Regions from separate parts of the Mus musculus genome. Here region 2 is linked to region 1. Evidence: chromatin contacts called from public promoter capture Hi-C data. All regions are on one chromosome and are shown on one strand. Each heading gives the region's core, a stretch centred on a gene start, on an enhancer-like site or on the middle of the called end of the contact. The rest is flanking DNA. Distances are from core to core; before and after follow the strand shown. Region 1 holds the start of 4933401H06Rik (RIKEN cDNA 4933401H06 gene). Region 2 holds the start of Tet2 (tet methylcytosine dioxygenase 2).

What was found. Promoter capture Hi-C pulls out the DNA fragments that hold promoters and counts their contacts.
Region 2: a promoter capture Hi-C map of liver shows a contact between it and region 1, with 7 times the contacts expected there. The contact joins the promoter of Tet2 here to the promoter of 4933401H06Rik in region 1. A contact is called at or near these places in 2 of 39 promoter capture datasets (liver and pre-B cells).

The regions. Positions count from the first base shown.
Region 1 is chr3:135,835,681-135,843,418 of GRCm38.p6, reverse strand. 4933401H06Rik (RIKEN cDNA 4933401H06 gene) reads left to right here and starts at 3,150. Exons shown (of 5, transcript NR_040540.1): 1 at 3,150-3,312; 2 at 3,585-3,788; 3 at 5,098-5,142. The region is part of intron 2 of Slc39a8 (solute carrier family 39 (metal ion transporter), member 8); the gene reads right to left.
Region 2 is chr3:133,540,161-133,547,898 of GRCm38.p6, reverse strand. It overlaps Tet2 (tet methylcytosine dioxygenase 2), which reads left to right and starts at 3,509. Exons shown (of 11, transcript NM_001040400.2): 1 at 3,509-3,699.

The DNA.
Region 1 (7,738 bases), core at 1,901-4,400:
CATGCCTGTGCCCTTCCAGGTGACACATGACTTAGACCTAGACATCCAGACCTAGAAAAAGATTTTTAAACTGTCATGATTGTGGGTGTGGCTATGTCTGAATTTCATATCCCCTTGGCTCTGCTTATCTGGATGGACGAATTCTCTTCTTAGCTGAAGGGAAGTTACTGGTGTTTTTTTTTTCTTTTCTTCATCAAGCAAGAGTTCCAATTGATAGGAAAAAGTCACTCGTTGGTTTATATTTGTTTGAGAAAGTCTGGTTGATCACTGTAGCTCAGGTTAGCCTTAGAATCCACTATAAAGTCCTGAGCACCCTAAGTGCTAGGATAACAGGCATAAGTCACAGTGCCTGGCTGCTACCTGTGGTGACAAATACAAGCTCTCTTAGTCTTCAAAGCTTGCCCAATTCTTCTTTTGGCCTGTACTTGGCTGTCTCGCCAAATAGCACCCATTGAATCAGACAATGAGACCATATGCCCTTATGCCTCTGCTGCCACCCTCTTCAAATCAAACCAGAAGCAAATGTTATACCATCCAAAGTCACCCCAGTGACTACTTCAGATTATGTGGTGGATTGGAACTCTGAGAAAAGCATCCCCAACAAGGACTCTGATACAGAGCCTGCTTCCCTGTGTGGGTGACTCTGTTACACAGGCTGTGTTCTCTCTGTACTGGTAGAGGAAGGGAGAGTAACTTAATACTTGCCAATTTTGTGATCACAATTAGAAAGAAGTACCAAGATCAGTTCACTTTCCCTTATTATAAAGTAACTCAGTTATACAAAAATCTATTACAAATCCTTAACAAAAGAGCCGAAGGAGGGACAAGGGCTTCGAGTCCGAGATGAAAAGAATCCTTAATGTCTTATTAGTGTCTTCTGTACCCTTGCCTGCTACACCACTGACTACCATAGCCATTGGTTTCCAGCAAAAATGCAGCTTCCTTGTAGAATCTGTCATGTGTATAGATAGCAGTGACCCAAGAGTAGGAAGCCATCCTTCCCACAACACCATGTGAGGCACAGTCTCCTGTTCTAGGCAGGCTGCCACTGTGAACCAACTGCATGCAAACCTGCCGGCAACTTTCTGGGCCTCTGTCCCTTGTGAGGCCTTCCTACTTCCTCTCTGTTTTCATTTCATGTATTCATTAACCAAATAGGTTGTTTACCCTTTCTTCACACAGGTGCAGAAGCTGGGAAAGGGGTTATGTCCATCACTGACTTGTCCCTCAGCACAGGAAACAGATGTAAAACAGGTAAACATGATAAAGGTAAGCAAGCACACGGCATGGTGAGATAAAAGCTTCCAGTCAAGGAAAACTCAATCACAACTTACCGACAACTGAGTTTTCTAAACAATAATTATCATAGGCATTCTGAGAAACAAAAGCTATAGCACATTAATTACTATTAACAGAAAAATGTGGATGAAGAAATGCCAAGCCAAGCGTGGCCCTGGTGGGGACAGAGTGACATGGCTCCTGACCCTGGGGCAGGTCCCTAGTGTGAACCTCCAGGAGATGCCGAGCCAGGTGTGGCCCTGGCAGGGACAGAGTAAGTTGGTGATATGATTCTTGCCTCTGGGACATGGCCCCGTTGTGAACCTCCACGAGTATGGATGACTGCTGTGGGCATAAGGCTTGTTTGTATAATAATGCACATATTTCACATTCCTCCTAGGAATGTCTTCTTTGTTAACATTAATGTCTCCAGGATAATCTGACAACATGGGTCCAGGTGAAGAAGGTGTGGCTAATGTCTCAGCAAAATGGTAAAGGCTGGGACCTTCAGGACAGCCCTTAAGGCTATGGGAAAGACCTATAAATACATGAGTTCAAAATATATATAATTTCTCAACTATGCAAAACATAAGAGTGCAATATGAATTATGGGGGCTTCATGAATCTAAAGGAACAAAGGCAGCTACACTCTGAGCTAGACTGTCAGAAAGACACAAAGGCAGGCAGATTCCTGAGTTCAAGATCAGCATGTATGCTTACAGTCTTTTAAGAATCAAAGGACTGCGGTCACGGGATGTTGATTCAAAATATAATCAAAAGGAAACCTGGAATAAATAACTGAATTGATATGTAAATTAAAAAACTGGGCTTTTGGTCTGCATGAGATGAGCTAGCAAAAGGCGATAGCAGTTGTTTAGAAATTCTCTCTAGTGAGAGCTGGGCTCTCTAGAAATCTCTGGAGAGCAAAACAGCTCTTCAAGAATTTTTTCTTACCAAGATTTCTGACTTAGTCGGAAGATCCAATAATTTTTTATAGCAGCTTCTCTGACTAAACCCAGACAGCATTTAGAACTTTTACCTACAGAGAGAGCTGTCTCAACCAGACAGTTTTTAGATGAGACAGACAGACAGACAGACAGACAGACAGACAGACTGACTGACTGACTGGAAAGCCATCTCAGCAGAACCTGAGTGGGCAGCTTGAACCCATGATTTGACTTTGAGTCGTTCTTTCTGCCACTCCCAGACACCCCTTCTCTCAGAACCCCACTCCAATGCCAAGGCTGGTCCTTGACAAAGAAATAACATCTTGGGAATATAAATTGTCCAAGATTAGCTCATAGGAGGTGAAGAGAAGATTCAAGTCTCATGTTTTCCCGTTACTAAGCAATTAGAGATTGACTGTTATGTCTTCTTCATTAAACATGGAGAGTAACTCAAATAATAAAAAGAAAATCCACAGGATCCTGCAGGGAACTGTATTTTATTGGGCCTACTAGTTTTTAGGGTCATAAAGTTAAATTGCTCTTTAAACTACTTAGGATCCTTGTGAGTGGGGACGGGGGAGGTGGGGAACAGAGATCACTTAAATACAGTTCTATCTCTCCCTTCTATCCCCATCTTTCAAATGGGAAAGCTGGGGTCCACAAAGGTTTCATTCAAGCAACAGAAACTAACAACTGACCCCAATGTCTCAAACATAGGCTCAGACTCCTAACACAGCTGGGGAGAGCCCGGCGTGGTCACGTGCTTCCAGCAATGAATGTGGACCATCTGGATACAGACTCTCTACAGCTGTTTAGATCCGGGACTCTCTCCTACAGCAGAGGCAGCCTGTCAGTGCACCTGAACTGCCGCTGCGCACGTTGCATACGTAACATAACGTAACGTAACGTAATGTAACGTACTCTGTGAGACCAGGACAATGGATTACATTAAAGAAGGAAAATGTGAAGACTGAAAATGCTTCTCTGATGAGAAAGCAGCCACCTAGATCCCACGAGCTCATGTTACCGTAATATTTACTAATAGGACTCTGACAATGCCTGGCGCATAACAGTTCCTGGTAGACAGGTGACAAATAAAATAAAATAAAATAAGAATAAAATAAAAACAGGGATAAATAAAGTGGAAAGGAGTGATGAGCTCTTGGCTGCTTGTGTATGTAACCAAAGGTACAAGAGTAACTGAAACAAAACAGGTGCAGAAATCTCCGTGACAGTAGATTAGTGTGGGGCACCTAGCTTAGATCCCAACCATTTAAAGTGCAGCTTTGAAAGTAACTATCGGGAAGTCTCTTCTAACCTGGAAGAAAAGCGATCGTTTCACCGATTTATCTCTTCAAGGGTCACTGACAGGTGTCACAAAGTCTGGTTGGTGGCTTACAGGCATGACACAACAGGAACATTCGAAGCAGGAGTGGACGAGAAAACGGCAGATCTGTCCGCTGTGATGACGGGATTACCTAACTCGGTGACCAGACACCTTGGTGTCCCTCCCTTTACGCGTCTCCAGCTCGCTGTCTACCAGCCTCTCCCAAGTCTACCATTGTAAGTGCCTCTTCAGAGTTGACACAATCTTTCTTGGCTTGACTTTTGGACACATTCTTAACACCATTAAAAGAGAAGGTTTGAGCAAGAAACACTCCAGACGAATAATCCTCTAGGAGGCCGAACTAGGGATGACAAGTATTCTCTGATATCAGTGCTTCCATTTTTATCTCACGCCTTCTTATGCTTCTTACTTAGGGCTGAATGGTGCGCATGTATTCAGAAACACACGCAAACACACATTCACACACACACATATATACACACATAGGAACACGCAGATATACACATACACCACTCACAGTCACACATACACACGCACTAAAACATACTGAAATACACATATATCAGATCACACAGATACGTGGCCACGTACAAATATGCTTACATACATACATACATACATGCATGCATGTGCACATACACACATACATTCTTCCAAGTCTTTCTGAAGAGCATATGAAGACTTCTTCTCTAGAATATATTATTATAAAGACAAAAATGTCTAATGAATTAGACACTATTAGGAAAAACTCCTTATGAAGCCGTGTGTAGAGATAGCATTGCTACGACAAGGCAGGTAAAGTGCAATTTACAGACAAAGACGCCCATATGTTGAGAATGTTCGTATCTAGGTCCTAAATTATGAGTGGTTTTTTTTTTCCTTTCTGCTTATCTAGCTTTCCCAATTTTAAACAATGTACTTGTGTTTCTATGGGGATCCATCCCATAACCAGACACTATTGTGGATGCCAACAAGAGCTTGCTGACAAGAGCCTGATATAGCTGTCTCCTGAGAGGCTCTGCCAGTGCCTGACGAATACAGGAGTGGATGCTCACAGCCATCCATTCAATGGAGCACAGGGTCCCCAATGAAGGAGCTTAGAGAAAGTACCCAAGGAGGTGAAGGGGTCTGCAGCCCCATAGGAGGAACAGCAATATGAACTAACCAGTACCCCCAGAGCTCCCTGGGACTAAACCACTAATCAAAGAAATTGCGCAGAGAGATCCATGGCTCTAGCTGCATATGTAGCAGAGGATGGCCTAGTCGGTCATCAATGGAAGGAGAGGCCCTTGGTCCTGTTAAGGTTCTATGCTCCATTATAGGGGAATGTCAGGGCCAGGAAGCAGGAGTGGGTGGGTTGGGAAGCAGGGGGAGGTAGGAGGGGATACGGGATTTTCAGAGGGGAAACTAGGAAAGGAGATAACATTTGAAATGTAGATAAAGAAAATATCAAATTTTTAAAAAGAAAAAAAAAACAAAAAAGTGACTCATTATTTTCTCTTTTATTTTCATCTCTTTTTCTAGGTTTTTACATGGAGGATGAACTGGAAGTTGATTTTTTTTAATTAGGTATTTTCCTCGTTTACATTTTCAATGCTATCCTAAAGGTCCCCCATACCCACCCACCCCCAATCCCCTACCCACCCACTCCCCCTTTTTGGCCCTGGCGTTCCCCTGTACTGGGGCATATAAAGTTTGCAAGTCCAATGGGCCTCTCTTTGCAGTGATGGCCGACTAGGCCATCTTTTGATACATATGCAGCTAAAGACAAGAGCTCCCCGGTACTGGTTAGTCCATATTGTTGTTCCACCTATAGGGTTGCAGTTCCCTTTAGCTCCTTGGGTAATTTCTCTAGCTCCTCCATTGGGGGCCATGTGACCCATCCAATAGCTGACTGTGATCATCCACTTCTGTGTTTGCTAGGCCCCGGCATAGTCTCACAAGAGACAGCTATATCTGGGTCCTTACAGCAAAATCTTGCTAGTGTATGCAATGGTGTCAGCGTTTGGAAGCTGATTATGGGATGGATCCCTGCATATGGCAATCACTAGATGGTCCATCCTTTCGTCACAGCTCCAAATTTGGAAGTTGATTTTACCAAAGAAAAAAACAGGAAATAAAAAGAATTTTCAAAGATAAGCTTGCATTTTCAAAGAGGATTGCAGACTCCACCATGGGGACTGGCACGTCTCCCAGCTCCATCCTACCCTTTATCCATCTCTCAAGACCTCCAACCCATGAAGAGAGGTCTAGTGTCAAACCAGACACTTGCTCTGGGTTCCTGCTCTCAACCCTGACCTGTCGCAATAGCAGGAGCCCCCATACTTTGTGTCACTATAAGATAGACGTGGATTTTTTTTTAATCTGTTGTCTAAGTTCAAAGGGTCATTTTTGCCTTGCTGTTCACCGAAGACCTCCTACTCATTCTCTCTGTAGGTACATGGGATAAACATCTTCAGCTCACCCTCAAACCTCCTCATGACTGCATACAAGGACAGCATTTGTCCAACACAGATATTCTGGTTCTCAAACCGTAGCCCTGGGTACACCTAGGTTGCTCGGTCCCTGGCAGAGAAAGGGTGCGGTCAAATGATTCTCATTATGTTGCTAACTGCTTCTCCTTTCCTCACTCCTTTATGGGTGATCGATCGAGGCTGCATAGCTCAAGTCACGATAGACTGAATGCAGCAGCACACGTGGAAATCCACGTTAACTCGGGCATCTGTTAAAGCAGACAGCTACCTCCCTGCTTTTAGTAACCCAAACCATGTCAAAAAGCAAACTGGGGGAGAAAGGGCAGATTTGGCTTATGCCTCTGCATTCATAGTCTGTCACTGAAGGAAGTTAGGAAGGAACTCGAACAGGTCAGGAACCTGGAGGCAGGAGCTGATGTAGAGGCCAAGGAGGGGTTCTGCTTACGGGCTCGAACCCAATGGCTTGCTCAACCCAGGACCACCAGCCTAGGGAAAGCACCACCCACAATTGTCTGGGCTCTCCCCCATCAATCTCTTAAGAAAATTAATTTAGAAATGTGTTACAGGCTTGTCTATAACCCCATCTTGTGGAGACATTTTCTCAATATGGTCCCCTCCTCTCAGATGACTCTAGCCTATGTCAAGTTGACATAAAATTAGCCAGCATAACTGACTTGTGTGTCAACTTGACACACAACTGTTTGAGGCATCACCTTTGCTTCAGATCAACAAGGGAAAAGAACTGAGAGGCAAAGTTGAAAGACCCATCTCCCCAGAGGACTGTGAGAACCAACAAGATGGTACAGAAGGAAGCATTAAGGACAATGGCTGGCACATAAGATGCACTCCTCAAGTGCTAGCCATTGTTCCTATTAGAATAATAGGAATTCGATGCTTCCTGCTGCAGTGAAGACACTGCCCACATTTACTTTGATGGTGCACATCCCAAGATCAAGAACAGAGCCAGTGGTTGTGTCTTATATTAATAGATGGAGAAGTGGCATGTGCTGAATGCTGAGCACACCTCTTGAGGGAAACCATAATCCGCCATGCTTCTATACACAAACCCAGTGATCTAGTAGTACTGATACCACAGAATCTTGAACAGAAGCGTCTGTGTGCCATACAACACACGATTAATTTATGGGGCACATGATCTGTCTCTCATCTCAGAATCAGACTTCTGACTTTACTGTCCAGTCGGAAGCCTGGCCTAATGTTTTCCTCTCCCATCCAGAAAGAGCCATGTGGTTTGTTTTTTTTCTTCCCAGTGAGACTAAAACGGCTGTTCTCTTCTTTTTCTTCCAACTAATAAGGTTCAACTGAACTAAGAGGGCCCAGGATTCTTTGGCTTACAACATCCATATCTAGATTTTTCATGGCTTTAGAAGTAGATCTAAGCTTAAAAACCATGATCTAATCAATTTCTAGAAGCACAAAATGGACTCCTAAGGCCACTCATATTTTAGTAATGGTGTAAAGTTTAGAAAAACAATAGAGCAGAGCCAATGCCTACATATAGCCTGAGAAGTCCTCTGGAAGGTAAGGAATAATTCCAATATGTGTTCAAGTGCTCTGTTTCTTTCATTAGAGTCTATGCCTATGGTTGACCTCTTCAGGAACTTAGTACCAGAGTTTGATGAAGAGAAGTAAAGTGTTAGAGCCTTTCTCAAAACAAAAGTCACAGGGAC
Region 2 (7,738 bases), core at 2,260-4,759, 2.3 Mb after region 1:
TTTGAACTCAGGACCTTCGGAAGAGCAGTCAGTGCTCTTCTTACCCGATGTGCCATCTCCCCATCCCTACACACCTTATTTATAAAATAATATTTCTTATTTGTGTATGTGTGTGCATGTGTGTATCACAGCAAAATTGTAGTGGCCATATGACAACTTAGTAAATCAGTTCTCTCATTCCATCTCCACGAGGGCTCTGGAAATCAAAGCCCGGTTGCTCTACTCAGTGGCAAGCACCTTTTACATGCCTTCTAACACCTGCTGGCCAGCTTTCCAAAAGCTTCCAGAGTTTAGCCTTGAAGAGAAGTCAAGATGAAGGTCAGCACATGTGGGTCATAGTATCTGCTGCCCTTCGTTCTGGGCCAGGCTGTGGTAGGATGGGAATCCTATTACTTCCTACCCCTGGGTTAGTCCTGAGTGTGCTCTGACTCTCAATGCATCAGACATTAAATGCCGAATAGCCAGGGCAAGACTCCTGAACTATGATGAGAATTTCAGTTTCTAAATGGGGATTTTGTTTAAGACAGGGTCTCGTGTATCCCAGACTGGCCTAGAATCCAGTGTAGCCACGTGAGTATGACCATGGGCAGGTCATCCTTCCGTCCCAAGCTCCTGGATCACAGGCCTGTCACCATGGCTTGAGCTTCTCTGAGCAGAAAAGGCAGACAGAACACAGGACCAAACAACAGGCTTGCCTAGATAATCCTCGGAGGATTCCAAAGCTGGCTTCTAGGGGCACTGTAGACACTGGTGAGGCTTCAGAGGCTGCCCCTGCTAAACTTTAACTCTGACAATGACTCTGGTTTTGAGGAAGTCCTCAACAGGAATAGTATGGCTATTTTAGCTCTGGTCACTAGCTGGCAGTTTTGGATTTCCACAGGAACTCAACAGACTCTTGGCAGTGCTTGGTAAACAAATAGAAACGAGCCTGGAGAGATGGCTCCGAGGTTAAGAAAGAGCACTTGTTCTTGCAGAGGACCTAGTCTTAGTTCCCAGCACCCACACAGCAGCTCAAAATCATCTGTAACTGACTCCCACTCCTTGACCTCCTGGGCACCAGGCCAACACACAGTACACAGATATACACACCAGCAAAACACTCATACAAATAAACTAATTAATTAATAATCATAATTTTTTTAAAAGGCCAGACAAAGCAGGTGAACAAGGCAAGCTGATTTCTATTGAGTCTGTATTGGCTAGTTTTGTGTCAACTTAACACAGGCTGGAGTTATCACAGAGAAAGGAGTTTCAGTTGAGGAAATGCCTCCATGAGATCCAGCTGTAAGGCATTTTCTCAATTAGTGATCAAACAGGGAGGTCCCCTTGTGGGTGGTGCCATCTCTGGGCTGGTAGTCTTGGTTCTATAAGAGAGCAGGTTGAGCAAGCCAGGGGAAGCAAGCCAGTAAAGAACATCCCTCCATGGCCTCTGCATCAGCTCCTGCTTCCTGGCCTGCTTGAGTTTCAGTCCTGACTTCCTTTAGTGATGAACAGCAATGTGGAAGTGTGAGTTGAATAAACCCTTTCCTCCCCAACTTGCTTCTTGGTCATGATGTTTGTGCAGGAATAGAAACCCTGACTAAGACAGAGTCTAAGCCAACTGGTCTACATAGTTTCAGATGAACCAGTGCCACACAGTGAGACCCAGCCTCAAAAAGAAAAAAAAAATAATTTAAAAATAAGGTGCTGTAGAGCCCAGGTAAATATTTTGATTACTGATTTGTGAGATCACACCTTGGTAACTGTTTCTAAATGGAAGAAACATTGTTTCCTTAGAACTTACTTTAGGCAATCTTCTCTGCAACAATGTAACACAGAGTAACAATGTGCCACATAGAGGTCCTGGCCTTTCCTGTGTGAGTACATACATCTATGAGATTTTACAAAGAGGAAGTGTTTACATTTCATGAAATTAAGGGAAAATGTTATGGCTATTTGCTTCTTCTTCTTCCTTCCTTCCTTCCTTCCTTCCTTCCTTCCTTCCTTCCTTCTTCTTCCTCCTCCTCCTCCTTCTTTTCTCTCTCTCTCCTTTCTTTTCCTTCCTTTCTTCTTGAAACAATCTAACTACAATACCCAGCTAAATTCAAACTGTCAGACATCCTACTGCCTCAGACTTCTAAATGCTGTGATTGCAGGTCTGCTCTTTCTTTTCAAAATTTATGTGGTGTGTGTGTGTGTGTGTGTGTGTGTGTGTGTGAGAGAGAGAGAGAGAGAGAGAGAGAGAGAGAGAGAGTTAGAGAGAGAGTTAGTTGGTTCCAGGCCTCATTTCTAAAGAACACCCACCCACACACACACACAAAGAAAGGGTGCATTACAGACAATATAATAGTGTTAAAGTAGACTTAAGGTTGCTGTGAACGCAACCGATCCCACAGAAGAGGTTCCCAGATTACCTATTAAAACGTAACATTCAGTGACTGAAAACTTGAAGACAGGAGGAGGGTGGGTGGATGTGTGAGCACAAATTTCCTAAACTACTGTCTCATGATTCCTATGAATTTGCCTCGATCTCATCTTCAAAAGTTAATAATTACCAAAAGGAACATTTAAAATGTAAGTTTAAAAAACGGAAGTGCCAGCAGAAGAGCTGGTGCGCACAAGCCTTGAACTTCAGGGAAAACTGAGCGCTCTCTGCTTGTTCGGAATTCAGCTTCCCACAAGGCGGTTTCTTCATTACTTTACCGTACGGAGTGGAAATTTGTGCAAAATAGAGGAACTTACGGGGGCGCCTTGAACATTAGAAACTGCTGGCTTAATTCTTTCGAGTGACAAGCAGGGGCTCGGTGACACCGCTCCTCTGGGCTCTGCGAGACAGCACCCCCTGCGCGGCCCACGTGGCCAAAGTAAACAGAAGGTGGGCCTGGGCGGGGAGAGCCCCGGCGCCGCCGGATTGCTGCAGAGTGGAGACTTTAGCGCCCAGGCCCCTCTAGCTCTCCCGGCACGGCCTTTGGGGAAATGGGGAGCGGCTTGGCTGGGCGACAGGGAAGGGGGTGGCAGGGTGTGGGGGCGAGTGGGGAGACGACTGGTGAGGTGCTGGCAGCGGGAGCGCGGGGAGCCAGGGGCCCCTGGAGCGCGCAGGAGGGCGCAGAGTTTCCAAGTGCCTACGCGGCCCCCGCGGGAGACAGAGGCGCGGAGGCCGCCCACGCGTGGGTGTGCGGCCGGCGGCACCCGGGGCTCAGGAAAGGCCGGGGAGGAGCCGAGCAGAGGAGGTCCCCTAGCCCCCCGCGAGGGAGTGAGCGCGCAGCCGGGACTCGCCGCGCCCCCGCGAGGGAGCGAGCGCACGGCCCCGGGTCCCGCCGCGTCCCCGCGAGGGAGCGAACGCACGGCCCCGGGTCCCGCCGCGCCTCCGCGAGGGAGCGAGCACACGGCCCCGGGTCCCGCCGCGTCCCCGCGAGGGAGCGAGCGCACGGCCCCGGGTCCCGCCGCGCCTCCGCGAGGGAGCGAGCGCACGGCCCGCTCCCGCGCTCGCGCCCGCTCCGCTCGCATGCCAGTCACGTCCGCCCCCTCGGCGGCCGCCTGAGAGCCGGCCCCGCCGAGCCTAGAGAACAGACGTCAAACTGCCTTATGAATATTGATGCGGAGGCGAGGCTGCTTTCGTAGAGGAGCAGAAGGAAGCAAGATGGCTGCCCTGTAGGATTTGTTAGAAAGGAGACCCGGCTGCGACGGCGGTGGACTGCGAGGCTGAGGGACCAGAACCAGGTCAGAGCGCTGAGGTCCGCGCCTGTCTCTCTCTCTCTCTCTTTCTTTCCTCGCTCTTGACGGCTGCGGAATGGTCCCTTTCCAATCTCCCTCTCTTTCTCTCGGCCTTGCGGGGACTGTCATGTCACCCACAAATACTAAGAGGGAAGAGGGAAGCCTCACAAATTACAGGAGCTTCTTCAACATGGCTGACAAATATAGTTTTAATTCAGCACCCCCTTCTCCTGCGACCTGCACTTCTGTGGTCCCTTCTTCCTGCTAATGCGTGTCTCCCCTCTGTACCCAGAAAACTTACCTTTGTACCTCCCACCAGCCGCTCTTCTGGCCTTTTAGTCTCAGGAAAGTGAGTGTTTTCTTGGGGCTGCCTTCCTGAAAGAGTTCATCTTTGGGGACCACCACTTTCTCTTTTGATCCTCCTCTCCCCTGTTCTTAGTATAAGTCCAGGGAGCCCCTAGTTCATCCTCAGACACCCCGGAAAGAACACTGACCCGGTGTGTTTGACTCTTTTATCTCCAGTAGTGCTTGTTTGGGTCCTGTTCTGGGTTTGTGTCTCTGGCTTCCAACACGTTTGTCCCCTCGTGGACTACACTAGACAGATGTCACAGTGTGTAGATTCAGGATCCACTACGTGGAGGGCTTTTTTTTTTTTTTCCATTCTTTCTTTTTTTCTCTTGAGTCCTCGCGTTTTGTTATTGGCGCTAAGTGAGAGGGGAAAGAATAGTTTCTCTGCTCCCTGAAACAAGACCAGAACCCACTTTTCTCAAGGTTCACAAGCTCAGAGTGGGCTGTGCCTTCCAGTTTGGGAAATGTGTGTAAGAGAATCTGTGCAAATCTGTGTGTTGGCTTTGTGCTGCCCCCGAATCAGCTCGTTCTGTTCCCCTTAAGTGACAGGCACACACAAAGGCAGGCGCAGGCCGGGGGAGGGGGCGGGCGAAGCGTTTGGAGTTGGAGAAGGCAAGGTCAGGGGCGCCCGAAGAAATGAAACCCAATCCCAGAGAAGATCTCTAACAAGTCCCATCCCAAATTTCCTTCACTCTGGCACTCACTCTTTTATTTGGTCGTTCACAAACACCCCTCCTCACTCTTCACTCAGAGCTTGACTCTCTTCCCTAGACCTGCTTGCTAACTGTTAGAAAGCTTATAGGGTTTCTTCTATGGAGAGTTTTCTACGTTTGGCGAAACCAAGTGAGGCCTGGCCAGACTCTTGAGAAGGTCCTGTTAAAAGACATGATACTTGCTTGTTAATGGCTTAATTGATAGATTTTGTTTGCTTTGAGCAATTTTTGGAATAGAATTAGGTTTGTTTGTTTGTTTGTTTTGTTGTTTTTCCCAAGTTGTTTGCTTAAAATTTAGCAAAATGTTGTGGTGTTTGTCTATCTGGGGAGCAGAATAAATCTGTAGATTTAAAAATCACAAGTCACATACTGTACTTTGCTCTAATTAGGATTATAATGCTAAAATTCATACTCAGAATTCATCAGCAAAGAACCATCATAAGGATAAGATTACATGTACGGGAAGTTGGGATTCACAGAGAAAATATATTGGTTTGGTTTAAGACTGTGGGTATTGTAGCCTAGCTAATGAAATCATTACATTTGCATTTTAATGGAAAGTTGAAATACTGAAGAGGAGTTGCATTCTTCTCCATGTCTGTATGTGTGTTTTATAATGTGTTTTGAGTACAATATAAATTACAACATAATAAATATTATTTTTAAAAATTTTATTAAGCAGAACAGTGTTTGTGAAAGATTGGGGCTTAAACTTAAGATCAGTATGGGTTGATCTGATTACAGGGTAGAGGGAAAGGCATGTCACTGCATAAATCAAGTTTCCAAACCCTTAGGAGTTCACTTTACAAGTCTTTCTGATTTGGTTCTCAGAAATGAGAACTGTGGCTAAGTTTGCTTAAGGCTGGGTACTAGGGACTCATTCACATGACCAGAGGGTAAAACATTACTCATCCCTGAACAGAGCAGTTCATTGGCTCTGACTTGCCCTGAAGTGGTAGAGGAAACAGAGCTTTTTTTCCCCCCTCCCATAAATGTCTATTGTTGGTTGAGAAAACTGTGGTCAACTATTCCAGCAATCTAGAATTAAAAATAAGTAATTTGTTTCACTAGTAGACCAGTGTGTCATGACTTCTTTGTGGGGAACTTTTCAGATTCATGATATGCCCTCAAACTACACAAAAGTGTTTTCCATTCCAATCAATAAGAATGCTTAAGTTGGCTTATTTTTTATGTTATCATAGAGGCCTACTCTTTCTTGCAGTGAAGTTTGATTCTTATTGCTTGGTGCATTTTAGTTTTGTGCTGAAAACAGCTGTAATATTACTTTAAGGGTCTCAGGGAAATTTTGTACATCATTGAACACTCTGAATAAAAAGAAACACTTTCTCATTTCTTAGAGAAATTATTTAAACAAACATGGGATGGGGAGTCTACAGTAGCCTTTCATTTACTATGTGTGTTAAAGTTCCACCTAAGTATTCCAAAAGTTCTTAAGAGTTGTTTTAGTTGATTTTACTTCAGAAAAAAACTATTAAAACAGTAACAAGATTGGTACCTTTAAAAGATACATTGTTTCCTCAGCACTTGGGGAAACAGAGTCAGGCGAATTTCTGAGTCCCAGGCCAGCCTGGTTTAAAAAGTGAGTTCCAGGACAGCCAGGGCTATACAGAGAAACCCTGTCTCGAAAAACCAAAAAAAAAAAAAAAAAAAAAGATACATTGTTTCATCTCATCACATCTTGAACAAATGCAGAAATAAGTTGGACCCAGGCTTTGATTTATTTACACTCTCTTACTTGTCAAGTATTCTTTAAGGCTTTCACTAGATTTACTGTTTAAGTCTGTTCTGGGAACCAGGGTGATGGTGTAGTTTTCATGTGGTGACATATGCCCTGCATACTGGCATCACCAACACTTCTCCTGCAATGTGCACACCTGCTTTGGACTCTTTAGGGTGACTTCCACAGTCCTCATTGGCTGCTGGGTTTGTGTTTCTTTTTGGTTTCATTTGTTGAAGCTAGAAATTCCATATCAATTTCTCTAGCTCCACCCAGACCCTGTTGCAAACCAAGTGCCAATATTTCCTTGTTTGCTGGCCTCATTTGGAAACCTTTCTTAAGAATCACTGATATATCTGAAAGAAACTCTATTTTCCATCATTACCCAAGCAAATTAGTCAATTTAGAAATAAAATTGTCATCACATAAAATGTTCTAGAAATGTCTGAGCTCAAGTCTGTCATCTTAGAACTTGGCAAGCTGAGACAGGAAGATTGCTTTAAAAAAATTAGAGCTAACTTGGGCAATGAGACACCTCAAACAAACAAACAAACAAACAAACAAACAAGGAGATGATGTGAAATGCCAGTATTTTAGGCTACCTGGTATTTTATACTAGATCTGATTTTATGCTGCCATCACTCCTAATTTTTCAATTATTTTAAAAAAGATTTGTTTTCTGCGTATGAGTGTTTGCTTGCATACGTATGTGTACTGCACACACACCTGGTACCTCTGGAATCCAGAAGAGGATGTTGATTCCCCTGGATCTGGGGTCAGGTAGTTGTTAGTGGCACATGGGTACTGCTTGAAGCCCAGATCCTCTGCCAAGAGCAGTGAGAGTGCCTAACTGCTGAGCCATCTCTCCATCCTCAAACTTCATAATCTTACATGGCTTAGTACTTGAAGACTTAATATAATTGTTTCTTGAATGGGATACTATTGATTCATTAAAATTATGCTTTCTCAAAGAAGACGCTGCCATTGAATAGCAATTCCTAGGAGCAGCAACAGACCAAAGCCAGCAGCAGGAAAATGTCTTGTAAGCCAGCTTTACAGTTGGAGCCTTAACTGTGGGAGAGTCCAGTTGCCAAGCAGAGCTGGTGGTTATCTTGGAAACTGTGCTGGAGAACACAGCCACAGTGATTTTTGCCAAACACGCAGTATTTACTTGGGTCTAGTGCTCTGGTTTTTATTACAGTTTACTGCCAAAACTAAGTGACTACTGTGACATTATTGAATGAGG